Regions from separate parts of the Cricetulus griseus genome. Here region 2 is linked to region 1. Evidence: chromatin contacts called from public Hi-C data. All regions are on one chromosome and are shown on one strand. Each heading gives the region's core, a stretch centred on a gene start, on an enhancer-like site or on the middle of the called end of the contact. The rest is flanking DNA. Distances are from core to core; before and after follow the strand shown.

Evidence for each region. Hi-C and Micro-C count contacts between places; a contact is called where the count stands out from the background.
Region 2: a contact with region 1 is called in a Hi-C map of the CHK-Q cell line, with 3 times the contacts expected there. The contact joins the enhancer-like site here to the promoter of Spata5l1 in region 1. A contact is called at or near these places in 6 of 8 Hi-C or Micro-C datasets (the CHK-Q cell line, the CHL-YN cell line, the CHO-K1 cell line and 2 more).

What each region holds. Positions count from the first base shown.
Region 1 is chr6:55,904,105-55,908,935 of CriGri-PICRH-1.0, forward strand. Spata5l1 (spermatogenesis-associated protein 5-like protein 1) reads right to left here and starts at 1,949. Exons shown (of 9, transcript XM_027421986.2): 1 at 941-1,949; 2 at 789-938. The coding sequence starts at 1,879.
Region 2 is chr6:55,953,084-55,957,914 of CriGri-PICRH-1.0, forward strand. No RefSeq gene overlaps it. Among named protein-coding and RNA genes, the nearest start is that of Gatm, 24 kb to the left of the region's middle. Within about 2 kb of position 2,633, at least 2 of the 6 cell types and tissues checked have open chromatin away from gene starts, as enhancers often do.

The DNA of each region.
Region 1 (4,831 bases), core at 699-3,198:
GCCATTCTGGAACTTGTAGCATGAACATTTAAGCACACCTTAGATTCTGAATATAAGAAAATACTAGTTGCCTAATGGAGCACAGAGGCTGGGAATTTGAACAATGAAAAGTATGTATTTCACTGAAGAAGTCTAAATTGTTTTTTGAAAACACACCAAGTTCTGGCAGACAGGGATCACACAATTGGCCAGATAATCCAGATCCTTGTTCTTTGGAAGATGGGCCTTTAAGAGCAAGAAACCTACTCAAGGCCTCAAAAGAGTTAAGCAACAAGTATGCAAGTATTTCTCTATAGAGTCCTACCACAAAATTCACATTAATTACTAATTATTCTAACTATTCTTTAGCAATTAAAAAATGACGTGAGGACCAAAACTCAAAAACAAGGCAGCTCTGAATATTCAACTGTCTTGACAACCCAGGAAGTCAACTGTATAATAGGAAGCTGGTATCTTGACAAGGAATGAATACATTTAGAGGCTAATGCCTGTTTTTATCAGCATTTCCCGCCTTCTCTTACAGTAACTAAGCTCTCATTCCAAAGCTATTTCAGTTTAATATGCTTGCAACAAGCTTCGTCACCCTAAGAATTAACATTATTATTATCATTCACTTCATGACACGCGCAACAAAGCTAATGACCATTCTGCTTCCCAGAATGATTTGACTCTAGAATAATCAGGTTCTGGCACACAAGTCCCAAGACATCTACAAACCCCGCCAGACCCAGCTATCCAAAAGGGCGAGCTTCAGGGACCAGGGGCTGTAACCAGGGCTGGCTATTTACCTCTCGGTCAAACCTCCCGGGCCTGCGCAGCGCTGGATCTAACTCGTCTGGCCGGTTGGTGGCTCCCACAACTACCACCTCCCGGTCTCCGTGGATGCCGTCCAGCAGCGTCAGCACCTGGGCCACTACGCGGCTCTCGGGGGCTCGCCCCGGCCGCCTCTCCGGGGACACAGGGCGTCCACCTCGTCCAGGAAGAGGAGGCTGGGCCCGCGGCTGGCCAGCTCCCGAGCTCGCTGGAAGACGCGCCGCACGTTCTCCTCGGTCTCCCCGGGCCGGGCGCCCTGCAGCGCTGGGGCGCTCACCGCCAGCAGCTCCGCGCCCGCCTCGCGCGCCACGGCCCGCACCAGCTGGGTCTTGCCCACTCCCGGGGGTCCCGCCAGAAGCACCCCGCGGGGCACGGCCAGCCCAAGCGCGGCTAGGGCGAGCGGGTAGCGCAGCGGCAGGCGGAGCAGCTCCCGCAGGGAGTCGGCCGTCTCCGATAGGCCCCCAAGGGTCACCTCCCCCGGAGGCTCTGGCACCCGGGGCGGTGGCTGGTCGCTGAGCGTGATGCGGGTGTGCGGTGTGACCAACCCGGCGGGCTCAGGGTCCGGTGTCCCGCCCACCACGTGCAGCGCTGCTACCGGGCCCGGAGCGCCCAGCGGGGCGGCCACCACGTGTCCCCGAGACACCGGCCGGTGGCGAAGCAGCTCGTGCGCCACCTCCAACACCGCGGCGGGGCTCGGGGCTGCCGCCTGCGGTCGCAGCACCGGCCACACCGCTAGGCGCCGCAGGGGCGGACAGGGCACCGGCTGCAAGCAGTCCAGACTGATCGTCCCCGCCGCCGCTGCCGCCGCCGCCGCCGCGGCTCCCGGGCTCGCGCACTGCGGGTCCAGCTGCACAAAGCCGTCCGCCCCGTCGCGCCGGGGCCAGGCCGTACAGAGGCAGCAGCCGCCGGCCGGCAAAGAGATCCTCAGCGGCGAGCCCAGGCGCGCGCCCAGGCTGCGGAGGGCGGCCGGCCCCAGGCGGCAGCGCTGGGTGTCCCGGTCCCGGGGATCCGCCGGCAGCAGCTTCAAAAGCTGCCCGTCAGGGAAGGGCCCCGAGTCCGGAGCCATGACTCTGAGAACCACGCCGGGAACAACCCGGCAGCAAGCCCACCGGGCTGCCGGATGCAGGCGGCGCGCATGCGCCGTGAGAGAAGACGCGTCTGATTGACGGCCGAAAGGGCTTATGGGAAAGTGAGAGGGCGGGGTCTCGGAAAACGTTGTGGAACCCGCGATGTCCATCCTGCAGTCTTACTGAGACCGTCTGACCCGGCATCCGACAGACAGACACGAGGCCGCTCCACTAGGGTATAAACACATACTTTGGTTGCCACATCAGAATCTAGATTCTGACTTGTCCACTTCTGGGGGTCGGGGACAGGCTGCTGAGGTGTAAGTAAAATGTTTGTCAAGTTAATCAAGATGACCGCGCCTTATGAAATCTATTTTTGTTCCAGAAAGCTCAGAGCGTCTAGACATGGGAAAGAAGACCTAGAAAGACATAATAACCACCTTCGATATGTGAAGGGGTGTGTAGGTGAAAGTTAACGTCTTTGTGGGTAGCTGCGGTATGGAACTGAACAGGAAACCAGAGTTTAATAGGATGATCTTAAGAGGTTTTCCCTGCGTAATTTGAGCACGGTCGCGTGAAAGGTGCATCCAATGGTTGTAACCGATGCCAGCAGAGGGAAGTGCACATGAGGAGGCTATGAGAGCTGGCTTACCTCACAGATTTCTGTATTGATTTAACAGAGGTAAAGGTAATGCTAATAGGGGTATGCAGTGGACCCAGCCCTTCTCATGTCTCACCTTACCCAGGAAACACGCACCTTCACCACGGAAACAGCTACTCCTCTCCTTATGTCACAGATATCAACAAGGGATTCTGTCCCTAGGCCTTCAACTCTTGATCACTGATTCTCAGTAGAACTACAGATGTCTTTCCCAGTCAGCCAGGAAATTTATCCTGCTCCTTTGAATCAGACCCTTTTCCAGTGTATCGTTTCAACCGTTTGTACGTCCGAATTTGTCATACTACAATGACAAAGTTTTGTAGAAAACCATTCTAAGCCAGGTGGGAGTGGCACACACCTTTAGTCCCAACACTCAGGAGGCAGAAGAGGAGGATCTCTGTGAGTTCAAGGCCATCCTGGTGTACAGAGAGAGCGCCAGGGCAGGCTCCAAAGCTACACAGAGAAACCCTGTCTCGAACGCCCCCCTCAAAAAAAATAGAAGAAAAGAAAATCATTCTAAGCTGGGAGTGGTGTCTCACACGTGCATCCCAACATTTGGGAGTCTACATAAGGGTTATCACAATTTCCAGGCCAACCTGAACTACCTAGTGAAGTCTAGGTCAGCCTGATCTACAGAATGGGAAAGTAAATAAAGAAATTTATAAATAAATAAATAAATAAATAAATAAATAGAAATAAATAAATAAATAGAAATAAGTAAATAAATAAAGGGGGTGAGAGAAAGAAAGAAAAAAAGGAGGGAAGGAAAGAAGGAAGGAAGGAAAGAAGGAAGGAAGGAAAGGCCTTGAAAAGAAAAGCATTATAGTAGTTATGTGGTTCTTTTGTTTGTTCTCACGATCCCAAATCTGGCAATTTCATGAGCACTATCTAAAGCACTAAACTGATCCACCACTAGAGGGAGTCCCAAACCAGCAACTGAAGCCTCAGGCCCTTTATCTACAGAGGCTGCCACTAGATTTTCCCTACAGTTCACACCCTGTTGTATGAAACTTACCATAGTTTCTACATATTGTCTTATTACATTGTCAGGCTACTATATCAAAACACTATATGCTGTGCAGGTTATAGTAGGCAATAATAAATTAATTTTTTACAATTTTTAAAAAATTAAATGTGTGTGTGTGTGTGTGTGTGTGTGTGTGTGTGTGTGCGCACACGCCACAAGGACCCATGGAGCCCGGAGGCATTTGATCTCTTGGAAGTATAATTATAGGTGTCTGTATGCCACTCCATGTGGGTGTCGGAAATTGAACTCAAGTCCTCTACAAAAGTAGCAGTATGCACTCTTAACCCTGAGCCATCTCTCCAGCCCCTTCAAAGATTTTTAAAATCTTTTATTTTATGTGTATGAGTGCTTTGTCTTTGTGTATGTAAGTGTATGACTTGCATTCAGATTTTTACTTTTTGCAGTCTGGGAAAGCTTAGAAGACAAAAGATCCAGTTGCTGACTGAGTCGGGACAAGTGAGGTTCTACTTTCTAAGCCACGTATCTTTTCATCACTCTTTCCCAGGATAGTGAAAGGAAGGAAGTATCTCACTCTTTTTGTTGTGTTTTGTTTTGTTTTTTGAGACAGGGTTTCTCTGTGTAGCCCTGTCTATCCTGGAATTCTCTCTGTAGACCAGGCTGGCCTCACTTGGAGATTTGCCTAACTTTGCCTTCTGAGTGCTGAGCTGAGATTAAAGGTGTGTGCCACCACCACCTGGCTGCCCTAACTCTCTTGGGTCTCTTTTATAATGACATTCACACAGCTATTTTTTGTTGTCACATCTGGGAGGAGAGAACCATAACTGGGAACCATATTAGCTTATGGGTGTGTCTGTGGGGCATTTTCCTGATTGCTATTTGGTAGAGGAGAGCCTATTCTACTATGTGCAATGCCATCCCTCAGCCGGTGGGCTTGGACTGTGTAAGAAAGGCAGCTGAGCAAGCCAGGTAAAGCAAGCCAGTGAAGAGCAGTCCTCTATGATCTCTGCTTCCGTTCCTTTGACTCCAGCTCATTCATTTAAAAACTCTCAGCACAAATCTAAGCAGGGAGGTTTCTCTCACATCTTTACTTCAAAGTCCTCTTATCTAACCCTGAGGTCCTGTGGCACCATCTAGTTGCATTCTGTTTCCATCGCTAACCAGTTACGAAAATGGACTTGTTAGTGTCTTTCCGTTGTTGAGTCCCTCTTTTTAGTAACTTGTAGTGATCTGCTCCCTATCCCAACACTGAGTAAGATGCTAGGTGTTCAGTAACTAAATCTCTTCGTTTCTTCAATTACTAGT
Region 2 (4,831 bases), core at 1,383-3,882, 50 kb after region 1:
CTTCTCAGGAGGCAGAGTAAGGAAGATATCTATGAGTTTGTAGCCAGCCTGGTCTGCAGTGTGAGTTTTAGGCACAGACAAGGCTACACGGAGAAACTCTGTCTCGAAAAACCATAGATGTCGTTCGGCTGGGTTTTGCTTGAACGCCCTCCAGTCAGTTCTGAGAAACTGAGTTTACATCATTATCCACACAGGGACTGTGGCTTCCACAAGGACCTCCTCAAAAAGCATGTTCCCATGTTGTGCCCAGATTCTGAATCCCCAAAATCTCCAAGAGATCCATTCCAATGTAAAAAGCAAAGAGTCTTTTATTGTTGTTTAATGAGCTAACCCCATTAGCTCCAGCTCTTCGTCTGTTCATCTCGGCAGATGGCTGGAGAAGGACCCCTGAGAAACTGAGGCAGGGAACTTATGGGGCAGCATAAGGGGAGTGTCTAGGGGTATGCAACATTCTCAGGTTTGGTGAGCTTCCAGGCTTGGCCAACCTGTCCTGTGTTGATTGATCAACTGGTTGTTATGGCCTATAGGTCTTCCCAGGGAAAAGAACACCCAGAGCTGTAAAGCACAGCCCCGCCAGCTAACTTCTGATTGGTTCCTTGCCATGAGGAGAGTATCTGACCTCCTAGTGACTAGTGCCAGCCCAGCAAGGTCAGATATGCACTGAATCAGAGGCCAGCATGCCTTTTCTGCAGCCTGTCATGGCTGCTAAAGTGGGGGGCTGGTCCCTCCTCCATGATGATCGTTTCCATAACCAGAACTGTGGGCATTGCATGTAGCCTAGGATGGGACACATTTGACACAAACTTACAATAGCTTTACAAGACCTTCTAAAGCAAGAGCTGCCTTCAGCAATTCCTTCTCCGTTTTGTTTTTTACTATTAGTCATTTCCATTCCAGATATGCACGTGTTATTACTTTCCCACTATAACAAGGAAAACAAAGAAAAGCTCTCTTGGCTAAACTTCCTCCTCTACCAACCGCTGTGTTTCCTAGGTGTTTATTTTTCGAACTATCTAACAGAGTTCAAGTTCTTTGAAGTTAGGGATAGTTTTGGAAATTGTGCTTAGCTCCTTTAGCAGTGCTATGATTTTTTTAAATAAAAAGCATAGCAATCTTTGACTCAGTTAATCTATCTTTGAGAATGGCACCCAACAGTAGCTTAATTAATACCCAGGTTAAAATGAAGCAATTTCTAGAATGAAAACTTTGCAAACCTAGGCTAAATGCTTCTGGTGGGATAGCAAAAGTCCAAACCAGTTTTTCTACTACATTCCCTCTGAACACCTACCCATCCTGTCCTCACTTGGTTCCCTTCTCACTGTTAGTCCACTGTAACTTCTAAAAATGCCAATCAAGAGCCACCTTGAAATCTTAAGAACATTCCTCGGTTCTGCCTTCAGTCACAAATCCCATGTTCATCAACTTGTCCAATGTACAGGGGAATGGCTTAATCTGTTTCCTTCTTTAGCTTTGCTAAACTAGAGAAGAACAAAATCATTAACTTTAATTGAAATTTAACTTACCAGTTGCCCTATTTTATCTGTGAAACCAAGTTAGTTCAGCATTTGTGAGAGGAAACTCTTTGATCTTGTAGTGTCGGGGATTGAACTCACAGCCCTGTGGATGCCAGGCAAGTGCTCTGTCACTGAACTATACTCTCAGCAAGCCTGTCTTCTTGAATCCCAAGAGTCCTCTGTGATGGATAATTAAAGAATTAGTGCATATCAAGAAGTCTTCCAGATTTTATCAGCACTTCTGCACTTATCCTTGCAGCTCCAGACTCACAGACAAAGCCACTTTGACAGACAGCTTTAGGAATAAGGAAACCAAGAAAGCTAGTTTTAACAACATTGCCTTTAGAAGCATCACCTTCTGGTGGAGACCTGTCTTCCCACCTCCACATCCCTGGGGGTCTGGCTGCATCAGTGGGGAGGGCCTCACACAATCCTTTTTCTTAGAAAGAAACCCGCTGATATTCTTTTCCTGTCTGCTCTCCTATCTCAGAGAGAGAGAGAGATTTATTTTTACATGTGCATAGCTGCTGACGAATCACAAAATCCCAAGGACCTTAGCTGCTGTAGGGAAAAGGTCGATGCTGCACAACCCCAGGTTCAACAAGGCTCAGGGCCTCCCTGTCATTAGCACTAAAAATTAATCTTAGGATGCCTTTCCTGAAAACTTGTGAGGGTCTAATAGTATGCTTTTTAAAATGTCCTGCCCCCTCCCCCCAAAAAGTAGAATTCAGAGCTACTTTTCCATAGTTTCTGACTATGGGAATGGGAAATGATTAAGATTCTCCTTGGAAAATGAGTAAGGCTAATTTATCATAAAGATGAACACAGTAACATGTTGATAGGGCTACGACAAGAAAGAGCAGTTCTGTTATAAGGTGACGTGAATGGAAAGTGACATTCGGTAGCTGACTGAGTTTGTTCTGTTTGCCTGGTTTAGAGTTGAATTTGGACTCCTCTGCTTCTGAGTTAAGCTATTCTGATAAGCTAAGAGCTCAAAGTGCTGCCATTCATTTAAAGGCAGCAGCTGATGGGGAGACACCCTGCCAAGGTCAGTGTGTCGCTGGCAGCAGAAAGTGCAACTCAGCAGTGCCCACTGCCAGCGCTGCAGCTCGAGGAGTCCCTGGAGCCTCCCGGGGCCTCTGCTCAGGTCCTTGACATCGGCCACAGGAAAAGATTCTGGATGAGTCAGTAGAGAAAAGTTAGTGAGCATGTTGACTAAGCAGAAAAATCTGCCCACTAAAGGGAGGCAAGTGTGGAGGCTGGGAGAGGAAGGCTCCCAATTGCCTGGGCAGTGGCTACATAGTGATGTGGGGGCTGTTGGGCTACTTCATTGGCAACTAAGTTGTTTCTGTATCAGGGAAATCATGTCCTGTTCCCACTTTTCCATATCCTCGGAATGGTGTCTGTGAAGATGAGGCACCGATTTTAGCCAGAGAAGGATATGCTGTAGAGATGAAACTTTACCCAAGGGTCCTTACTTATCCACCGGTCACTTAAGGGATTGTATGTTAGTCATAGATCATTAGCTACTTTTAACAATCTCATTTGTGATCTGTTGCCCAGGAAGGGGAGTACAATTATTTTACAAGTGGCCTGGTTATTTTTTGCTGACATTTCAGGGGAGAAACAGAAACCAAAACTTGGAGGGGCATCCTTTCCTATGACCATCTAATTCCTAACTATTAGTTCACTGTCTCAAATATGATAAGGTTTGGTTTATTGTGCTAAAAGTCCAGGTTGCTGCAACTGCTGTGCTACACAAGATTGTATCTGGGATGACTTCTGAAAATAAGTTGGGACTGCATTCAGTAAATATAAAAGAAGAAAACAATAAAACGTGATTTGTTTAATAAACGTGAATGGTATGATTTCCACCAAGGTTTCTTGAGGTCCCTACAGCTACATGTAAGTGTGCATATATTGTTCCTAATGTGGTGTATAAAGCAAGAATGAAGTCTTACTTCAGACAGTGTGGAATATTGACCTGAATAACAACCTCCTGTGTACCATACATAAACTGGTAGAAAGTAGAAGGTGATAATTTTATCCGATAACTACTGCTGCCAAGTGATCATCATCTTTTGCTATGTCCAGGGACTACATAGTCCATTGGAGCACACATTTGAACCTCAAGGAAGTCTCAGGAGACCGCAAAAATGAGAATGGTACAGATAAGAAAAACTGGTCTAGCCTGCAGCCACCCAAGAAATGTCACCTTTGCTTCAATTAAGCTCTACATCCTCTTATCCAAATTGAACATTCTAGAATGTTTCAAAGGATAAGAATGTTTCAGGTGATTTGGAGCATCCCTGGAATTCTCTTACAGAGCTAACACAAAACCAAAGACAGCCTATTTCCCCCCAAAGCAAATCATTAGAGTCCTTAAGCTACCAGAAATGTGTGGACAGACAGGCGGTCCTGAATGTCTAGTCTAGCCTGACCCAAAACAAAACCCCATCTGTGGTAGTTTGAATATAACTGGCTCCCATAAGCTCAGAGGGAGTGACACTATTAGGAGGTGTGGCCTTTCTGGAGGAAGTGTGTCACTGTGGGGCAGGCTTTGAGGTCTCCTACACTCAAGCTATACCTAGTTCAGTTTACTTCCTGTTGCCTGCAAATCAAGATGTATTAACTCTCAGCTCCTTCTCCAGCACCATGTCTGCCTGCATGCGGTGCCATGTCCTGCCATGATGAAAATGGACTAAACCTCTGAAACTTTAAGCCATCCCATTAAATGTTTTCCTTTATAAGAGTTGCTGTGGTCATGGTGTCTCTTCACAGCAATTGAAACCCTAACTAAGACACCATTTCACTAGAAAGTACCCAGATATAACAACATTCCTATCAAGCAGGAAATTTAGCATACCCATATGGTACCTAGGATTCTAGGTTTCTTTGGGAATAAACACTGATACTTGGCACTGCAAAGATAATTACATTGGATCAGAATGACATGATTAGGAAACTTGAGCTCTAGATATGTGATGGGAAATTGCCCTGGGGTTCTTATGCTCTTACTTGTTCATCCACAAAAGACCAAAATGCTTCTTATAAGACCAGAGAGGAGACTCTTGCACAAGCTTCCCATAGCTGATGCTCTGGAGGTGCCAAACTGTATTAGACATCTGACTTGCTGTGCAGGTATACAAGGTGCAGTTATGTTAGTGGATCTATATCTGGTTCTCTTGCCTTCCCCAAACTTGACAAGAGAATCTTACCTCCCAGCACACACAGCACCTCTCATACAAAGTCACCAGCCATGAAAAAGCATGAATCCCAAGAGTATAAGACCAGTCCTCATGGATGCTTAGTAGAAG